Linked DNA regions of Zea mays: region 2 is linked to region 1. The links are chromatin contacts, called in public Hi-C maps. All regions are on one chromosome and are shown on one strand. Each heading gives the region's core, a stretch centred on a gene start, on an enhancer-like site or on the middle of the called end of the contact. The rest is flanking DNA. Distances are from core to core; before and after follow the strand shown.

Region 1 (3,181 bases), core at 27-2,526:
TCAGGTACTTCTGCCCATGTAAATCCTCTATCATGTACCTCCAAATTATGGTCCATTGCAATAGGCATCGCCTCCTCTTCCATGTTCACTATAGTAAGCATCTCCTCCTCTCCTATATTTACTGCAGTAGGCATCTCCTCGTCTCCTATATTCACTGCAGCAGCAGCCATCTCCTCCTCTCTTACATTTTGCTCACGGCTACCGACTACCATGAACAACTTCACTACTCTGGATGTCCTTAACAAGTCAAGTAGTTGTGCATCTGAAGCCAACTTGCATGTCAGACTACCCTCTCCTGTTAGAACCCAGAAATTTGCCTGCTGTTCACTGGCCCATTTAAATTCTGAAGCAATATCTTTCTCTAGATCAATGATAGAATATGTTTCTGAATCAACAACATAGCTTACTGGCCTACCCCGGTTATACTCCTTTCTACCATCTCGTACACTGAAGTAAGAATTGACAGTGACCTCAACTCTACATGCACTAGTCGGATCAATCCTGCAATAGCAATGGCAAACACATAGAAGGGAGAACAAATGTAAGTAGCAACTGATGACAATTCCAGTCCTAAATGAATCAATTTATTCTGTACAAATTTATTCCCCCTCACAAACAGTAACTTTTGTACAATTTACAAGAAATTGCAAAGATTCAACAAAGAGGAAAAGGATATTATCCTTCAGGAACCTCAGAAGTATCCATGCGCCTCAATTTCAGATCGATTCCTGAGCACTACAAGAGAGAAGAAAATCCTAGGATTTAGAACTCCCAAAGCAAGGAAGGAAGATGAGGGAGAACGGGAGAAAGGTGCATACTGCGTGGGGTGGAGGACGCCGCTGCAGCAAAAACTTGGGTGGCCGCGGGCGAGCGCGCCGCCTGGAAGGCCGCGAGCAGCTCGTCGCCTATCGGGCCTCTGCTCCTTTCTCGCCTCACGCGAGGGAGTCGTATTCTGGCCTGGGGCCAAGGAACGGAGGGGAAAAACTAAAGCCAGGGGTAAAATTGGTATACTCTAATTGTTGATCGTTCCAAATAAAAAAAAACCCATTGATCCGATTGACGGAAGGGAACGGAATGCTATAAATCTCTAACGTGCAATCTTTCCATGGTAAATATCTAAGTGTGAATCTTTTGCTGGTAAATTTCTATACATGTGATCTTTTAATGGTATGTATCAAATTTTGCCTTAAACATATAAAAGGGTACGTGAGAACTGAGGCAAAGATGTAAGCCCGGTTGACACTCCCCATCAGAGAGCCCTCTTGACGCCAGCCCACTCCCAGCTCAACCATTTCCAGCCTCAATTAGCCGAGGCCCGGCCCATTCCTTGCCCACGTCATCTTTCTGTCTCTCCCTCTCATCGCCGCGTCACGCACAGCCGCCGCCGTCGTGCGCGTGTGCCGGAACGGCCGCGTGGATCCTCCGCCCCGTCCCAGCGGCGACTTGTCCGTGCGAAGATGCTGGGGTTCTCGACCGGACAGCTGCTGGTCGTCCTCGGGGCCTGCTCCGTCATGATGAGTGAGTAATCAAACTCCGCGCGCTATTTCCGCTTCGGCCATTCGGCGGCGGCTGTCGATGGCGGCGACTGACGGGAAGGCGATGGCGGGATCGGCACGTTTTGGAACTGATGTTTCGGTCTGACCCCGATTCCCTCGCTTTTGTTCAGAGCCCAGTGATATGGTGAAGATTGCGAGGACGGCCGGGCGGATGACTGGAAGAGCGGTTGGGCGGCTCATAGTGGCTCGCCGGCAGCTGGACGAGATTCTGGGCCAGTCTGCAGCCACCCAGGTATATTCTGAGTACACCCTTTTCTCGCCATGATCCTGTGAAAATGCTGTGAGTTGTATGTGTTGCGGTGATGGTGAATTTCACATAGGTTAATTGGCCTTATGGGGATGGCATTGACTAATATCTGAGCAGACCCTGTGTGCAAGCGTGCAATCACGTCTTCTAGTCCCTATAGGGATAGTAATGTTTTTTCTTTTTTCACTCGTCAATCTGCTGAATTTTAAACAGCATTTGCGCATTAATGTTTTAGCGTCCAGTTTTCTGATTGGGTTCATATAGTTTCATCTGTACATAGATTTCAGTAGTTCTGAAAGCAAAGGAAATTCAACATTAGCCAATAGCCACCAATACAGCCTAGGATAATCAGTCACGGTATAGTTTCTAGTTATTTTGATGAATAATATTCATTGTTGCTGCACATGTTGTTAGTGGACTGATTCCTCCTCTGTAATTGCGATCAGTATTTCAATTGATGGATTGATTGTGGCATTGTTATTAAAACGTCGCTTAAACGTCGTTTAAGCGTCGTTTAAACGACAAAACGTGATTAAAAGTTGAAACGTCCGAACGTTTTACCAAAATGGAGTAGAACGTCCGTTTCACGCATTTAAACGACGCTTAAACGTCCTCTGTGCGTTTTAAGACGTTTTACTTGCGTTTAGGACGTTCTACTCGTTGTGGGCTTTTCCTTTCCTGGGCCAAAAGATGGAAAAACCCTAAGTTCCTAACGCCTAAGCCTTCCAGTCGGTCCATCCCCAGCAGCCAGCTCCTATGTTTTAGGCTCTATTTTGATTTTGCTCACAGTCACTGAGTCACACTGAATCATTCTTTTAGGTCTTGATATTGATGAGTTGGATGATGGTTACTGATCATAGATACAAGTTATAGCTTGTGTGGTTGAACTTGTGTTGAACGTGATCTGTTTCCTTTTATGCTATTTGGTTTGTGAACTCAAGTACTCAACTTATCTATGAACTTATTCTATATTTGAAGTTCTATGTCAAGTCTGAAAAGACGTTTCAACGTTTAAATGTTAAAAAGGTGATTCATAACGTTTTAACGTTTTACCGCTTTAATAACCATGGATTGTGGATCCTTGCACTGTTTCTGAAATATGGATATTCAATATAAGTGTGTTAAACCCATGTGGTAGAATCATATTTCTCCTCTTGTATCCAGGTTCATAAGGAGCTTAAAGACGCTATGACACAATTAGACTCGATCCGTTATGAAGTCCAGAACTTATCAAGATTATCTCCTGGGCAGTTTATGTTGAAGCAACATAACGCTGGTAATGATAATCTTACTTGGCAATAAAGTCACATTTTTCTATGGTTAGTACCTCTCACTACATTATTTAAGTTAATTGGCTCCAAAGTTCATCATTGATTTA
Region 2 (3,073 bases), core at 14-2,513, 240 kb before region 1:
ATTATCATCTTCTATTGCATGGACCGAGAGGGGCTGGCTCTCCCACATACCCCCATCGTAATTCGCATTTTTGCGCAAGGGGGAACACTTCACTAGACCCAATTCCAGACCACGTGAACAATACTGAGTTGGGGATCCTTAAAATCTTGAGTCCTCTTCATTGCTGCCAGAACAACATCAATATAAGCTAGCGCCGGTTCACTCATCGACTAGGAGTTGGGCGCTAACCTAAGAACTCTAGAAGCTTGGGAGCATGATTTATGACATAAAACCAACGTTTGTGTTAGTTTTTGTGAGAGGTTTTTAAAGGGCGATCAAGATATTGGTGGCTAGCACACAATTAAACCACTACTACTCCAACTATTGTGGCCTGCTCCTTGTTAGGCTGGAGGTAGAGGAAAAACAAGTACTAGTGGAAAAGAGGGAAAAAAGGGGGAACCCAAATACGACTCATAAAGATGGGCGAAGATGGCTATATGCATGATGGAGTTGAGATTGAGATGGATGAATTCAATTTGGTAATAATACAGGAAATCCCTGAAATTTGGAAGTCAGAAGGCCAAACATACGCAAAAAATGAGGAAAGACTACAATTTGGTCGACATCAGAAATGTGGAAGGATTCTTCGCCTAAAACAGTGTCCAACAACTTATCACCTAAAATAATATTTTGTATTGAGGCTACATTATTTGTAGAGTAGAGTTTAAATATAGGGACGACGATGGGTAAACTGATCATTTTTATCTCTTCAAAAACTCCATCACCATTAGGGCATGTATAATGGGTGTCTTGAGTTGTGTCTTCGAATGTGTCTAGAGGGTGAACGTAAAAAACGCAAGATATGTATCATGACGAAGACACGGTGTCTTAGCTCTATGTTCGAGATAAAAGACTAGCAGATTGATCACTTTAATTTATTGAATACTCTGATTGGTACAATGAATATGTAAAACACATGTTTTAGACATACTCATTGTATTATGTTGCATTTTAGTTGTGTTTTATAATTAAAGTACTGTGCAACGGTGTCTAGTGCCCTTATAGTCTTCAGACTTTCGATTCGATCACCGAAGCCTCGAATTCTTGTTAGGGGTACGTATCCAAAAGTATCACAACTTCACAGGTACTGGCAGGTAGTCCCACTACCCTGCCAGTTGTCCGGCACCGCGCCACTTGGCCTCCCGCTCCGTTCACAGCCTCGCTCAGGAACGGAACACGAACAGCACATGAACATGCTTACACGTGGGGTCAGCCTTCCGTTGCGTTCGATGTGACCCACCCGTCGGTGAATCAGATCTACGGCTTCGCCGGTCGAGCCCATCACGCCAGCATCGAGGGCGCAAAAGCCCGACGCTGTAGAGCAGAGTCCCCAAGACCCCAACCGAAAACCCCAGCTGCCCCAAACCCCCGAATCCCGTTCGATACTTCGATCCCAATGGTGGCCTCCTCCGCCAATGCGCCACCGGGCGCCGGCGCACGGAGGCCGCGCAGCCGCCCCCGCGGGAGCGTGCGCTCGCGGAGCCTGAGGTGGAGCACGCCTCCGCGCAGCCCCCTGCCGTCGTCGTTGTCCGCGTCGCCCCGGCGGCATTGCTCGCTCCCCGCGCTGGACCCGATCACGCCCTTACCTGTCGGCACCGAGGTCGAGGTCCGCGTCGACGACGACGGCTTCTACGGCTCATGGTTCGAGGCCACCGTCCTCGACTTCGCGCCCGCGCGCGGCTACCGCCACCCTGCGCGGTACACCGTCAAGTACGTGCACCTCCTCGCCGAGGCCGACGACGAAGGCGTCCTCGCGGAGCCCTTCGCGCCGTCCCACATCCGCCCGCGGCCGCCGCTCCCGTCTTCGCCGCCGCGCTTCCGCCCCCACCACATCGTCGAGGCGTTCCACAACGAGGGGTGGTGGTCGGGCATCGTCGTGTCCGCCGCCGGAGCCGGGGTCACCGTCGCGTTCCCCGTCACCCGTGAGGTCATCGAGTTCCCGTCGGGCCTCGTCCGCCCCCGCTGCGACTACGTTGACGGTGACTGGATCCCGTCCCGGGTCGCGATGGTTGTCCGCCCCAGCCGCACCGTCAGGGTCTACGAGGTCGGGGACAAGGTCGAGGTGGTGAGGAACCGGGACGTGTACGGGGACTCCTGGTTTCCCGCCACGGTGAAGGTCGTCATCGACAACCTCAGCTACGTCGTCGAGTACTTTGATCTGGAGGAGGAGGAGGGCGGGCTGGAGAAGGCCACCGAGTATCTGCATTGGCGGTTCATCAGGCCGGCTTTTGAGCATACACCGGGGGAGGGTGAGTTCCAGCTCCAGCCTGGTGATGCCGTGGAGGCCTACTGTGATGGGGCATGGTCACCGGGAGTCGTCCATAGGGTCGTCAGCGAGGGTGAGTATGACATCAGTATTGTTGGCAAGAAGGCGGAACTGCTGGTGACCAAGGTGGTGGAATTGCTCAAGCCGCGGTATAAGTGGAATGGCAACCGATGGAGAATTGCAACTGCTAAGGTACTGCAACAAACCTGTTTATCATAGCGGTCCTTGTTAGCTCATTTCTGATTATCTGCTGTTGTAGTATTGAGAGGTGCAGATACTATATGATATACAGATTTGTTGGGATTGATCCTTTCTGACTTCCCTAACTTAGTTCCTTCATTTTCTCATTTTAGGACATGTCTGAGGTAGGTACAGTAATTAATCCAATTAAGTTCATCATTGACACAGTGATATTGCGCTTCATATGATTTGTAGTACTCTCCTGCTTCAGCCAAATGGCTTTTCGTCTCATTGAGCTTGTGGCTTTGTCTGTGAAATCATTATTTGTTTTATGGGTAGGATGGAGTTTCCAGTACACGATTAAGTTCAGGCAAGCTGTTTCCTTTGTATTTTGTGTGTTTGGGCTGCTAATTTTGTATGATTAGGACCCTGAATACAAGTGTCTTCAAACATTTGTACATAAGTTCCTCGAGGAGTAGGAATGAACACGGATGGGAATGAGTGGGAAAACACTCAACCATTTCTATCTTCACATTTAGTCACCAAGAATGGGAATGGGAGCGGGAACAGGATAGCCCGGAACAGGGA

Evidence for each region. A called contact is a pair of places that touch in the nucleus more often than the background predicts.
Region 2: a contact with region 1 is called in a Hi-C map of leaf, with 5 times the contacts expected there. The contact joins the promoter of LOC103654600 here to the promoter of LOC100274044 in region 1. A contact is called at or near these places in 2 of 25 Hi-C or Micro-C datasets (endosperm and leaf).

The regions. Positions count from the first base shown.
Region 1 is chr4:216,929,039-216,932,219 of Zm-B73-REFERENCE-NAM-5.0, reverse strand. It overlaps LOC100274044, which reads left to right and starts at 1,276. Exons shown (of 8, transcript NM_001148425.2): 1 at 1,276-1,518; 2 at 1,667-1,788; 3 at 2,968-3,079. The coding sequence starts at 1,458. It overlaps LOC103655902, which reads right to left and starts at 1,292. Exons shown (of 2, transcript XM_020552321.2): 1 at 1,207-1,292; 2 at 1-501. The coding sequence starts at 1,292.
Region 2 is chr4:217,170,633-217,173,705 of Zm-B73-REFERENCE-NAM-5.0, reverse strand. LOC103654600 (DUF724 domain-containing protein 2) reads left to right here and starts at 1,263. Exons shown (of 7, transcript XM_008681438.4): 1 at 1,263-2,497. The coding sequence starts at 1,436.